3 separate regions of the Mus musculus genome follow, and all the other regions are linked to region 3. The links are chromatin contacts, called in public HiChIP or PLAC-seq maps. All regions are on one chromosome and are shown on one strand. The core of a region is the stretch at or near the end of the contact, and the rest is flanking DNA. Distances in the headings are between cores, read along the strand shown. Region 1 overlaps Galntl6 (UDP-N-acetyl-alpha-D-galactosamine:polypeptide N-acetylgalactosaminyltransferase-like 6). Region 2 overlaps Galnt7 (polypeptide N-acetylgalactosaminyltransferase 7). Region 3 holds the start of Galnt7 (polypeptide N-acetylgalactosaminyltransferase 7).

Region 1 (4,602 bases), core at 198-2,697, 120 kb after region 3:
TAGCTGATTTCTGTCCCTGAGGACTGAGCTCATTAACTGTCCCAAAACACAAAATGTTTGCTTTAAGATTTGTCATCGACAGCTATACAAATAGCTTGAGTTGCTCACTTCTTTTGTTCCAAATACCCTGGAAATCTCATTAAGAGGGATTAATCCTGGATTCCATTTGGGTGTTCTTACTTTAATAAGCTTGTAGGAAAACCAATAAAAACACAGAGGTACAAAGAAAAAAACACAATAGAGGGGTTAAAGCCCCAAGTCCCAGAGGCATAAGGGATCGCACTACTGTGAAGTAACTGAGCATTGCTGGGACATATGAGGTACCCAGGAGGGTGACTGATACGGAGTACTGAGTACCGAAGGCCTGGGTTCTCATCTCAACTCTGCTGATTTGCCAAAGGACTGCAAAATTTTTTCTTCGGAGTCTTGCAGTTTCTTCAGAAGGACAGTTAATGTCATCTATTGCAAGAGTCAATATATTGGGCAGAATGTCATAATAAATATAAGATGGTTCTGCAAAGCAGAAGCAATAATGAAACCATGTTTATCCTGTAATGTCAACATATTAGGATTAGACAAGCAGCCTTTATCTATGCTGGCTATCCACTGTCTGTACTCAGAGAAGTCTGAGATGTCTTAGTCTCACATTTCAATAGAAAATTTAAACTATTTAAAAATCCATTTACATTATTGTTTTATTAATTCTGCAACTTCTTTTTTTGGGGGGGTAGGTAGATAAACGAAATCTGGGAGATAACCCTTCATTTAAAAACCTGTCAACTCTCATGTAAACTCGATGGAAAGTCGTCAGTAGAATGACTATATTCTGGTCCCACTGGGAGGGAAGGAAGGCTAGCGGATTTCTTGCAGACATGAAGAAGCAAAAGACTTCTTTAGCAATTCCCACAGAGGAATCATACACAGCCTGAGTAGATTATAAATAAGTTGACTATTCAATGTGTTACATAATTCAGGTCATTTTTTAAGAGCAAAGGAAGACACTATGAATAGTTACATAGTAAGTAGACATAAACCATGACTGTCCCTGAAAATCCAGAATATATGCTTCTTGGTTATGATTGGCTTTCATCCCAAGGTGAATGATGTGCGGGTAAAGTCATTAGCAATAGGATTTGGAAATCTAACCAGCCTTTCTGTACTGCGTCAGTTACTTCCGTTTGTTACATGGAGCAGATGTGAATAGCAGAGAATTCTCAAAATCCCAGAGAGCCAGTGTGTGGGGAGCTGAAGGGAACAACAGCAGGTGGGAGGGATACAGGAAAAGTCTCCAGATTTCTCTGAAGAGAAGCATCAAACACCTGCGCCCGAGCTGTTTCTGCTGACAGGCCACAGAACCAGACACACCAGTCTGGAATGTCAAGAGCAGAGATGAGTGGCTGTGGATAAAAGCTTCAGGCTGGTGTCAAGTCTACCAAATGGAGTTGCAAAGAGCTTCGAGTTCTGCAGGCAAAGGCTATAGACATAAATCAAAGAGCGCTCTTCCAACGCTGGCAGTGGGGGAGCCACTGGCCACTTGTCACGCTTCAGTGTCCTCAACCAGAGCTTCACACGTGGAGAATAATTACTGTTTGCTCTCAGTCTGTGAGTGACGGTGTCGAGGGTAGGATTTTCCCAGGCAGTGAATGGAGAGGGCTGTACACACTCATGTCTACAGAGACGGTGATGCACTCTCCCACGTGTGTTCACTCACCTGATCATAAAGAATCACTTAAAATTTCCCTTTGAGGTGTTCCTTTGCATGATTTATATTGAAGACCTTATTTCCAGCATATTCTCAGCACCCAGCTACATACATGACAGCCTTATATTCCCAATAGGGGGAAAAATAAAGAGCGTTTTAGTGAGCAGCTTTGTGGGGATAAATAAACAGTTACAAGGGCATATTTTTAAAGATGATCCTAAAATCTGAAAGGGTGGAAAAAAAAACCACCCAATGTTCTTCTGCAAGCAAGAGCAGGGGAACTAACTGCCAACTCTAGGAAAACTGAGGCAAGGGGCTAACACCCCCTTCTCTGAGCTTTCTGGAGAGTGAAGAATTAGGGGAGGAATGGCTCAGTGGTAGAAGTAGCCCTTTGTGACTGATAGACAGCAGGCTTTTAGAATCAAAGTATCAGTGTTCCTTTTGATGGATCTGCTGCCTTTATAGAGGTGGTCTTTCAAGTATAAGATTCCTTTTGCTCTTTTCTTATAGATAGTTCTAGAAGGATGAAAATAGGACTGGGAATTCAGTTCAGAGCACTTGCCTCGTATGCTCGACACTCTAGGTTCAATTTCAAACACTGAAGAAAAAAATGGAAGTTTTCCATGTGAAGATACGAAGCATACTTATATTTTGACAGCTACCTTCTTTTGAAATATTGGCTTGCCATGGAAAGAAATGGTGTCAAGTTGACATTGGTTTCATGTTTCTTAAAGAAATGTAGAGATAATGGGGCTAACACTGCTTTTTCATTGACTGTGAGTCCATTTGCATCATGTGTTATTCATTTATTGTATAAAGTTCTATGTTATCAATTCACAAAATAGTCCTGGAGCTTGCGTTATTCACGGAGGCTTCTGATAGAATGAATACATTTAAAAACAGTCAAGTGATTCTATTCATATATGTAAATAAAAGTAGACACAGAAGCCAGTATATCATTATTGCCAAGGTACTCATCCAATCTTGAAAAAGTATGAACCACACACTTAGTTCCCAATTGTTTTACAGCATATTTTCCCCCAGTAAAAACATAAAAGGGTCTTTAAAATTAATTATTGTTTTACTTCTGTCAGAGCTATTTCTCATCATGGAGAAGTAGCAACTTCTGCGATACATTAACTTTTTACCATCCCTCATTTTAGGAAAAGAATCTATGGGCACTCGACCATGGACTTCTCAAAGGATGTTACTTCCAGGAGCAATAGTCTTTCTGAGGACTCTTCTATCCTTCTTGCTAATTCAAAGGGCAAACCTATATAGTTTTATGCTTGCTTTTCAGATAGTATTTCAAGCAAGTAAGCGCTTGACCTTCAGTGGTATAGGAAGCATCTCTTCCAGTGTGCTTTAATGGGCAGTGCTCTGCCCTCTTGCTTAGGGGCCCTCTCCAGGCTCTACTACATTTGTATGTTCCCTGTGTGCACACAATTAATGACTGGCTCATAGTTGGAAGTTTTAATTTTGGATTTAATGTCCAAGCTTTCATTCTATGTTTAAAGAAAAAAATAATATATATATTTTTAAAAAATAATGTTTTATTCAGAGAGTAAGAGACCGATCTTGATTGATCACTGTGTTCTTCACTAAAATGCTGCAGTACTTACGATAGGGCCAATTGAGTTAGCCATGACTATAGCATCCTAAGAGATAATTACAAATCTGGGCTTCGGGGGAGGGGGGGCACAACCCAAGATTGTGTCTTTGGTACAATTGTAAATGGCAATCAACTGCTTAATGACATAATGTGGATTTTTATAGAATCATCTTAGTCCCCAGCCAGATTGGTCTCGGATCATTTGAGAGATAAATCCTTCCTCACACCTTAGACATGTTCAGCACATAGGATAATTTCTCACTATTGATTTTCTCCACTATGCATCTTCGCTGTTTCGAGATCACTTGACATATACAAAAGATCTCAGTGACAATCCGTTTAAAAAGAAGAGCTTGTCAGAAGAATGCTTGAAAAAATATCAGTAAAGATACTGAAGTAATCCTTCCCCAATTCTTAGCAGGGTAGTTTAACTGCATATTTGATTAGAGGACAGAAAATAATAGTGCACATTTTCAAGAAGATATAGCATATATATTAGGTTTCTGAATGACTGGGCATTTTGAGAGAAGTACAGGATTCTTTTCCACTGAGTGAGGTGTCCAGGTGAAAAACCCCACCAGAAGCTGGGCCTCTCTGGGCTTTTCTTATTTATTTTAAAAACAACTCCAAGAGAAACAAAATATTTAAACAACAACAACAAAAAGGACAGACTCTTGTGTATCTTCCTGTCCTGAACTTCAGTGATCTATGTCCAAAATGTTAGATGTATATCTTTTTATTAACAAGGAAACTACATCAAAAAAATAGAAAAAGCAGTATAGGAATGACCTGTACTCAAAACAGATGGAGCATGTATATCAAATGATTCCCCCTCTCGAGACCAATCTTCACTCCTGCACTTCTTCTCTCCACTCCATCATCATTGAAAAGGGAAAAATTGTTTAAAGGATTAAATATCCAATTTAGTTAGTTTTCAAGTTACTTCATTTTTTTCCTCATACCCCTGAAATATTATTGTCCATTAGCAGAAAATGACATCAGAGATGCTTTATTAATGGTAGTTCCTTTTCTAGGCTTCTGAATAAAACAACAATACCTTTATTTTCAATAACATGGAGGGGGCTTCAAAACTGATAATTAAATAACACCATGATGCTGGGCGTGGTGGTGCACGCCTTTAATCCCAGCACTTGGGAGGCAGAAGCAGGTGAATTTCTGAGTTCGAGGCCAGCCTGGTCTCCAGAGTGAGTTCCAGGACAATCAGGGCTACACAGAGAAACCTTGTCTTGAAAAAAAAAAAAAAAAAAAAAAAAAAACTAAAAACAAA
Region 2 (4,245 bases), core at 1,191-3,690, 94 kb before region 3:
TCTAACATGATGAATTTTTAGGCACAGGAATCAAGCCCATAATTTGAGAAACACTGGCTTTTTTATTAACTACCTTCCTCCATTTAAAAATAAGTATGGAGCTTTTTCTGCCTCCCTCTAAAAATACTACTTATTTAAATAATTAAAGGAAGAGAGAAATGCTTAAACCTACCCGAAAGGGAGCTTATTCCCAATTTCTGAACATATTAGTAATGTAGATGGAAAATTTAACTTAGCATTCTAAAATATCTATTTTCAATGAAAGGAGCGCTATCCCCATTCAACCTGGGGCATCAGGCTCAACAGGCGGGAGGGAGAGGCCTTTATGCAAGTGTATGATTTCTATGCACTCTGGGTGAAATGGTACAAAGTTAGCGCCTCAGGACATGATAGGTGCTACGCCTTAACACACATCATACACACACACACACACACAAAATACAGAACTTAACCTTCAATAATGTCAATTACTCATCATCGCTCTCTGAATATTCATTTTATCAGTGGGGCTCCTGGAAAAGATTAGGTAATGCTCCAAACTGGGTACTACTCTTTCCTAAGTCCATCCAAAGCTACATTAGCCCCACCTTATTTTATTTTATTCTATTCTATTTTTTTGTAATTTGTATCATATTTTAGTTCCCAAGTCCCTACAGCTTTCCTCTCTAAATTACTATCATGCACAGTGTTTCCCATCGAAGTCACACCTGCTCGAATTTTGTACATTGGCTTAGCTGCTGACTCTAGTAGGCTCTGATCTCGGAGCTGAGTTTCTCATCTTTGTGCACAAGCACCGTTCCTAGCTTTGTTTCTCATCTGCTGTGTATGAGCGTCCCTGTGTGTGAGTATCGCTCCCAGATTTCTATCTTGAAACCTGGCTCAGTATTCTTACCATGGCTCCATCTACTTCTCCTGTGGCCAAACACAAGATCAGGTATTGGACTTTAAGTTACAGGCTATCGCAGAGGACGAAGAGTTCCTTCTCTATGTCACTCAGGAGCACGACCACTCAAGCAATGTTTTTGTATGTTGTCCAAAGAGGTGTGAAGACTTTATAGAAGACCCTGCTAAACTGATGAAACTGGGCGTGACAGTCACCTGGTCTACAGGGTGTGTCTTCTTTCAAAGGTATTGCTTGGCTTCTCTTCTCTTCTCTTCTCTTCTCTTCTCTTCTCTTCTCTTCTCTTCTCTTCTCTTCTCTTCTCTTCTCTTCTCTTAAAGATTTATTTATTATTATATGTAAGTACACTGTAGCTGTCTTCAGACAGACCAGAAGAGGGCATCCGATCTCATTATGGATGGTTGTGAGCCACCACATTATTGGGATTTGAACTCAGAGCAGTCGGTGCTCTTAACCGCTGAGCCACCTCTCCAGCCCCCTTGGCTTCTTTTCTTAGCCCTATGCTGACCTTTAGTGAGGGTGAGTCTTTAAGTCTAAATCATGGGGGCCTTCCTCACACCAGTGTCAAGCCTCTAGAAACAAACTTGCTGTCTTCTTTTTGGAAAACATTGTTCCTCAAATCCCTTCCCTTTTCTTCAGTGTCTCTGGGTAAGGGATGAGACTTCGACTTAAATGCATCTGGTAAATTGCTCAGTATTGGGTCCTGACCACAACACAGGCAAGCACACACACACACACACACACACACACACACACACACACACACGCATACACACATAGAGTTAATCCAATTCAAATTCAAAAATAAGACATTTAGAAGACTTAGTAAATCTAATACACTTTAAAGAAGTCAATTATAAAATTTAAATATGCAGCTAATTCTTGATAATGAGGAAACAAAAAATACTATTTTCCCTAATACTTTAAAACCATATACTATGCCCAAATTATTTATTTATTCATTGCATTTTTACTTCAAGCAGAATCTACATTTGAAGGGAACATGATGCTCAAATCTGTTTAGAATGTCTACTTAAAGCAGCCACTCCAGGGGCTGGAGAGATAGCTCAGTCGTTAAGTGCATTGTCTGCTCTTCTGAAGGTCCTGAGTTCAAATCTCAGCAATCACATGGTGGCTCACAACCATCTGTAATGAGATCTCACTCCATCTTCTGGAGTGTCTGAAGACAGCTACAGTGTACTTACATATAACAAATTAATAAATCTAAAGAAAAAGAAGGCAGCCACAACATGGTCTGTCTAAGAACACAATTCCTGAGTAGGAGTTCATCTCTGGACCAGCAGAATGGACTATCAGGGAACACTTGTCCTAGCTAGGACAATGAAGTCTTTCACTTTTGATTTCGAGCTTGGGTGACTTTAGTTAGTTTCTAGTTATACTTGCATGGCAAGGCAAGAGTTTTGACATAGAAAAAAGCTTTTCATAGAGAATACAAGAGCAAAAGCTAAGTGGAGATGAGTGTATGACTGTTTGACAAGCACATGGCTTCACTTCTTCATTTGCTCCCCCCTGGCTCTGCATCTCCAATGACTGTCACATGGCCTGTGTGATTTTGGTGTCCATGAGACAGTCCAACAGGCCCTCTTCACCTACTTGTTTGAGCTAGTTGCAAAGATTTGTTTTTTTAAGTAACTACCACATCTAGCATGTTAACCTTAATATTTTCACTAAATCTAAGCTCATTATATACATGTGTCCATGGAATTAAGCTTAGAGTCTCACTACTCCATCAGTAAAGCAAGCCATCTATCTACTTCCTCTTGGAGAGTTTCTCTCTGGCCATTGGTGAAGTTGCAGAAAGACGAGCTAGAGATGGCCTCTCCAGGTGGTATCACTTGGTAGGTTCTAAACACATTCTGCATAGATGAATGTTAGCATTAGAGAACTATAAATGTCACCTAAATTAGAAATATAAACCAAGAGCATGCCTGGGTTGGACCTACGCCCTCAGCACATATGTAACACTTGAACAGCTGGGTCTTCATGCAGGACTCCTAACAGCAGGAGCAGGGGCTGGATCTGACTCTGATGCCTGCTTTTGGATATCTTTCCCCAAACTGGGCTGCCTTGCTTAGCCATAGAAGAAGAGGATGCACCCAGTCCTACTGCAACTGAATATGCTAAGGTGGGTCGATATCCATGGGAGGCCTCCCCTTTTCTGGGGAGGAAGGAAAGGTGGAGGGAGGGGAGAGGAGAAGGAGGGACTGAGTGGACAGGAAGGAGGATGCAATCGGGATGTATAGTAAATTAAAAAATAGTAATTTTGAGAAAAAAAGTTAACACGAGATACTAATTTGAAATAATAACAAAAAAGCTTTCAAGGTTTGTAATCTAGTCAGCACTAAAGCTACCTAAAGTCGGATGACTTGGCCCGTGTGGAATCTATTAGAGTGGTTGGTGTCACAATTCTGAAGGGTCCACACACCTTTCCTTGGATACAGCAAGGGCAGCTGATCAGACTTACAAGATGACTCAGGTTCGCTCTCCACAAGACAGACAGTGGGGTACAAAGATCATTTTCTTTGGTCCCCCATTCTAGCCTCCATGTAGACAGGCCCGTTCTTGATGCTACAGTCTTTCTTTGGGCCAGATACAATGGAGTCGAGTTACAGTTTGTTTCTATCCTAACCATTTTCTCCAGCTTCCATCCACGAAGAGCTCCTGCCCTTCTCCTTCGCTGTTAGACACTAATTACTTTTCCCTAATGTTCTTATTAGTTAGTCCTCCCTTGAAGGTCAAAATTCAGTCTGTGGTAATAGAACTCACTCAGCCTATTATCTGCAAAATGAAAATATCAGCAAAGCTAAGCTCATTTCTACCCAAACAGCATGTCACGATCATGCCAATTCTCAACACATATTTGTTGATTTGATTTCAGAAAATGTTTACAGGTCTACTCTTTCCCAGAGTCACGGAACACCATGTATTTTTCTTTGTTAATGAGTCAAATGTTATTGACAAGGAGAATAAGAAATCTTACATTCTTTGGGGAGGTTGAAAATCAAGTTGACGGCCATAGAATTAATGGCTGTGCTTGGAAAAAATTTCAAGTATATCACCTGTCATGTCAAAACTAAGAAATGGAGCAAAACAGCTGTTAACAGCAGTTCTTGATTGAGCACATTAGACAGTAACACAGTTGGAACCCAGGGCAAATATGAAGGTATGGCCAGTGTGCAGTTTTGGCTTGGCTCCTCAGATCAGCTCAATCTCACTCAATAAATGACAGCTGTCTGTCACACGCACAAGGTTTAAGACAAATGCTCTGGTTCCAGTTGGGTTACTGCATCGGTTCCGGGTACTAGAGTCTTGCTCTGAGGCCA
Region 3 (4,441 bases), core at 399-2,898:
TTGTGTGTGTCATAAGCATCAACTGAAGAGCCCTACTCTTGGAAGGTCGTCACAAGCTTTTCCCCTCAACTTCCTGACGCTAACTTTCCAAAAGTAAAATTAATAAAGTAGATTATGTAGCTGCAACGCTGATTTTGCAGAAGGCACTTTCTTAAGAGACTCCTCCCACGGCTGCTCAGCGTCTGTGTCCAGAACTCCTAGTGTCTCCCACTTCTTCTGAGTCTAACCTGGACTCGAGGTTGTGGGGCTTGGAGGGCTCGGGGATGAGGAACTCCGGGGGAGCAGGGGGTGTAACGGTTCACCAAGCTGAGGGGGTGGGGGTTAAGCTGGGGAGGTGCGAAGCAGTTCGCGCCGCCAACTGCCGGGGCGAGCGTAGCGCAGTGGCCGGATCCCGGTAACTAAAGTTCCGAGAAGCCTGACTAAACCCTCAAAGCCGGGACTGTCAAGACTAACGCCGGCGCCGAGGGCGGCAGACGGATGCGTCCCAGCGGAGCGCGCCTCTCGGCGTCAGGCTGATGGAACAGGCAGCGAGGGGCGGCCAGGAGCCGGCACAAGTTAGGTCCTCGGCCGGAGCAGCCCAGGTAGGGCCGGGGGACTGGAGCCCGCTCCGGATCCGCAGGACGAGGGAGCACAGCGGGCGACCGGGGCTCCCAGGCGCCCCGGTGCAGGGACGCCGATCCGGGTGGGGACGTGTCTCTCCCCTGTCCGGGAATCGAAGGGACAAGGGGTGCGGGGCGAGGCCTCAGCTACACGTTGCACCCGGCTCCCGGCCACGGGAGTTGCGGAGAGGCGGCGCCGTGGGCTGGAGCCCGAGGCGGACAGGCTAGGGGCGCCCCCGCGGCGAGCACCCGGACTGGGCGGGGACCACAGGAGAGGCTGGACCGCGGGGCCTGCTCCACCGGACCACGGCGGCGGCGCCGGCATCTCGCCTCCTTCAGGCCTGCACGCGCCACAGGCCGCAGCTCGGACCAACCCCGCGCCCGCCTGCCGCCAGCGCGGGGGTCGTAGCCCCGAGTCGGACGCCGAGCAGCCTCGGCTCCGGGGAGCCGACTCTGTCCTGCGATTCCGCCCCGGCAGTCCCGGCGTTGGAGCGGCCGCCTATAGCCGCCACCACGGCCGCCGCGGCGGCCGCGGTAGCGGCAGCAGCAGCAGTAGCGCGGGTGACGGCGCTGAACCCGGGGCGGGGACGCGCGGGAGGAAGGGGCGGCCAGGGGGCGGGCCGGCGGCGGCCGAGGGGTACCCGCGGCGTAGGGCTAGGCGCCCCCGATCGGCCGGCGCCGGGCCAGCGCCACCTGCGGAGCTGCGGCGCCCACGCGGCCGCGACCCCGCCGCCCCTTGCTCCCGCCACATACACACACACACACACACACACACACACTCACGCGCGCGCGCAAAAAAACAAGTTGCAGGTCGCCTCTGCCGGAGGGGGCCAGGCGGGTCACTCACCCTCATCCTGCTCAGTGGGCTCTGGTCGTCGGGCCGCGAGGACAGGGAAGACCAGAGGACCACGAGCCCCAGGAAGCTTCCCACCACCAGCAAACTGCGTAAGATGAACCCGATCTTCAGCCTCATCTTCCTCCGGCGGCGAGAGACACACAGCCCGGCGCAGCCGCCGCCACCGCTCTCCCCTCCCTCCTTCCCCCTCCCCCGGCCCTCCTCCTCCTCCTCCTCCTTCCCCCCCCCCCCCCCCCCGGATCACTACGCCCGCCGCCCTCCCCACCGCCTGCCCTCTCCAGCACCAGATCCGGAACTCCCCTCGGCTTTACCTTCCCCTGGCTCGCCCCTCCGCCCCCTCCCCGCGCCTGCCTCTGCACTGCTCTGCCGCACCCCCTCCCCTCCGCCGGCCTCCGCAGAGCTCCGACCGGCCGGCGTGTGTAGCTTTCCAGGCTTCCCTTCTCTCTACCTGCCCGCTCTAGCTCCGCAGTACCCCCTTCCTCCACCCGCGACCGCGAGAACCCACCCCCCACCACCCGCGAGTCCCTAGTAACCTTGGAACTAACTTAACACTTTCCCCCAGGTCTGGTCTTAGCCTTTGCCCTAAGGCTCCGCTTCCTAAAGCTTGCAGATCCCCAAACTTTTATTGTAATTAGGGACCAAAACTCTGTCCTTGACGCCCGTGCCCTGCCAGGATGCTGCCGCCCGGTGCCCCTCAGGTGGACCTGCAGACGCCCTAGGCTGCCCTGCCCTTCCCGACGCCCACTGCTCAATCTCCCCAGCCAGAGGCTTGCAGGAAGGAAACCAGGAAGTCAGCCACCGCTGCTGCAGCAGTAACTCCACGTGGCTGATTTATAGCTGTTTTTTTTTTTTTTAATCTTGTTTTTTCACAGGGCTCCTTAAGGAGGTGGATTTGTAATCGAAAGGCCCAGGTGAGATGTGCAAACACCACAGAACTAAAAGAGGACTCACTTGGAAAGGCAGTATTGCCTTCTCTCTTGGGCTAATTAGAAAGCCAAGTCGACTAGCTAATTCTCACTACGGTCCCTGTTAATGGACTTGCAAGTTCCTACTCTGGGGAAAGTGGATTTCGGGCTTTTAAAACGTTCCGTACATGCATCGTTGCTTCTCTCACAACTGACTTTTCCAGGAAAGGATATTGGCAAATGTTTAGCTACACGCCTCTCCCTTGTACATTGTGCCAAAGATGTCAATCACTTTAAATCACAGTCTGCAGTGTGTGCCATACCCCTAAACTACTCAATTTGTTGAACAAATGCTTTTCGGTAGCAGGTTTAAGGATGGCGTAAATTGACCTTTTTAATCCTAATATTGCCTTATCTGCATGTATTTTGCTTTCGAAACAAGTGAAACTTGGTTAAGTCTCCCCTAGTGATCAACAGTATATGCATTGTTATTCAGATATGGTTGTCCACTATTGAGAAGATGGAAAACTGACTGTGATTATGAGCATAGCTGGGAAGTAGCCCTCATCGCTGAAGTGATGGGAGCTCACCCAACTGCTGTTAGTAGTCTAAGATGACCTTGCCACCACAACTTGAAATATGCAAGGCCAAAAAGTTAGAAAATGATAACCAGGTATTCGGTTGTAAAAGCCGGTGTTCCTCTGAGTTCTTAACATTGTTTAAGTGAAACTGAAAGTATACCTTAAAATATACGATTTTCGCCACACTTGTTGGCAGTTAGCCTTTGTAGAGAACTCTTTAGAAAATGAGAAGCTATGTTAAATGATTGGGTCAGGAAAAAGTCACACTTAGCCTCTCTGAGCCTAGGGCCCTTATCTGCCAAAATCATGATTATAATACTTCATAGTATTGCCAAAAGAGATAATTGAGGCCAAGTGCACATGCAGATAATAAAATAAAGCACAGATAATACGAATAGGGTAAGTCTTGGTGATTATGGGTATAATTCTTGTGAACGCCGCAGCTATTACTGCATGTAGAGATTGCCACTCTGAGCTGTTTCCGACTTGTTGATCCTTGGGTTAGTGGTCCCTGAAGAGAGTAAAGAGTTGCACCTAATGGGAGGGGAGATATGAAGAAGAGAAGCAGTAGTCTCTGACAGGTTATGAGGTCACATGTGAATGGTGACAGGGTTGCCTTTGCCTCTGAGGCCAGCTGGAGACTCATTGCAAAGGAATAAAACTTCTGAGCAGACAGTATGTACCCAGTGGTTCACGCCTGTCGTCTAAGCTTTCTACCGCCTGAGATTGGTGTCCGATGTTCTTTGAATTCAGAGGTTTTCTCATCTTGCCAACACATGCACTGTCTTTGCCAAACAGTATAATCATCTTGTGTTTACTCTAAAATGTTTTCAGGATTCCACAGGTCAGAACCTTTTAAGGGTTTGGTGATGTTTAAAAAATCATCACCCACATGAACTCTGCTAAAGAGGACCTACACACACACACACACACACACACACACACACACACACACACACACACACACACGGAACTGTGCCTGCTTTGGGGCTACACTCTCCAGGGCATCTTAGCCTCCTCATACTGTACCCAAGCTAGGGGAACTATTTCTAAATGTCAGTGCTCGCCTGCAGGCCTTTCTACAGAGATCTCCTTTTCAAACCTGCAGTATCTTCTGACACCTTAACATTAAACTTTATTGTCAGTTACAAAAGCCTTTTCTAGACTCTAACCTGTTCCTGTACACCAAGATATTGGCCAGGAACCCCACCTTCTACTCCCTCTCCTCCCTAAGAATTACCACTTTGTTGTGACTGCTTAATTCCACTTGCGAATAAAAAGTTACATGACATTGGAGACTTGTCTATGGAGTTTGTTGTATTCCTGTGTCAGATGTGTAGGAAGGCTTTAATATTTTTGGTGGAACACTGGAAATAGTTGGACTAAAAATACAAAGGGGGAATAAAGCTTAGAAGAGGGCTTAGGAGCACTTCACCTCTGATTGTTCTCTACCTAGAGGCTGCCTTCGGAGAACAAAACATTGAAGGGTTTATTCCATTA

The links. HiChIP or PLAC-seq counts read pairs in DNA pulled down with a chosen protein or histone mark.
Region 1: a contact with region 3 is called in an H3K4me3 HiChIP or PLAC-seq map of neural tube, with 2.6 times the contacts expected there. The contact joins the enhancer-like site here to the promoter of Galnt7 in region 3. A contact is called at or near these places in 17 of 39 promoter capture datasets (the 3T3-L1 cell line, 3T3-L1-derived adipocytes, the HPC-7 cell line and 11 more), 41 of 484 Hi-C or Micro-C datasets (the 3T3-L1 cell line, 3T3-L1-derived adipocytes, B cells and 27 more), 27 of 115 datasets of contacts at active chromatin or transcription factors (the 230-238 cell line, CD4 single positive thymocytes, the HPC-7 cell line and 18 more) and 2 of 9 other capture datasets (adipose tissue and embryonic stem cells).
Region 2: a contact with region 3 is called in an H3K4me3 HiChIP or PLAC-seq map of bone marrow-derived macrophages, with 4 times the contacts expected there. The contact joins the enhancer-like site here to the promoter of Galnt7 in region 3. A contact is called at or near these places in 9 of 39 promoter capture datasets (the 3T3-L1 cell line, cranial neural crest, embryonic stem cells and 5 more), 1 of 15 datasets of contacts at CTCF or cohesin (the NIH/3T3 cell line), 19 of 484 Hi-C or Micro-C datasets (Sertoli cells, bone marrow-derived macrophages, cerebellar granule neurons and 10 more), 19 of 115 datasets of contacts at active chromatin or transcription factors (the 230-238 cell line, the NIH/3T3 cell line, the SCID.adh cell line and 10 more) and 2 of 9 other capture datasets (embryonic stem cells and pancreatic islet).

Annotation. Positions count from the first base shown.
Region 1 is chr8:57,771,559-57,776,160 of GRCm38.p6, forward strand. Galntl6 (UDP-N-acetyl-alpha-D-galactosamine:polypeptide N-acetylgalactosaminyltransferase-like 6) reads right to left here. Exons shown (of 12, transcript NM_175032.3): 12 at 2,494-4,602. Among named protein-coding and RNA genes, the nearest start is that of Gm2921, 26 kb to the right of the region's middle. Within about 2 kb of position 1,448, at least 15 of the 459 cell types and tissues checked have an H3K27ac peak or open chromatin away from gene starts, as enhancers often do. A contact at or near this core is called in neural tube, where this site is marked.
Region 2 is chr8:57,556,316-57,560,560 of GRCm38.p6, forward strand. All of the region lies in intron 2 of Galnt7 (polypeptide N-acetylgalactosaminyltransferase 7), which reads right to left. Among named protein-coding and RNA genes, the nearest start is that of Gm25379, 8.7 kb to the left of the region's middle. Within about 2 kb of position 2,441, at least 2 of the 459 cell types and tissues checked have an H3K27ac peak or open chromatin away from gene starts, as enhancers often do. A contact at or near this core is called in bone marrow-derived macrophages and microglia, where this site is marked.
Region 3 is chr8:57,651,407-57,655,847 of GRCm38.p6, forward strand. It overlaps Galnt7 (polypeptide N-acetylgalactosaminyltransferase 7), which reads right to left and starts at 1,649. Exons shown (of 12, transcript NM_144731.4): 1 at 1,447-1,649. The coding sequence starts at 1,572. AW046200 (expressed sequence AW046200) reads left to right here and starts at 347. Exons shown (of 4, transcript NR_040698.1): 1 at 347-581.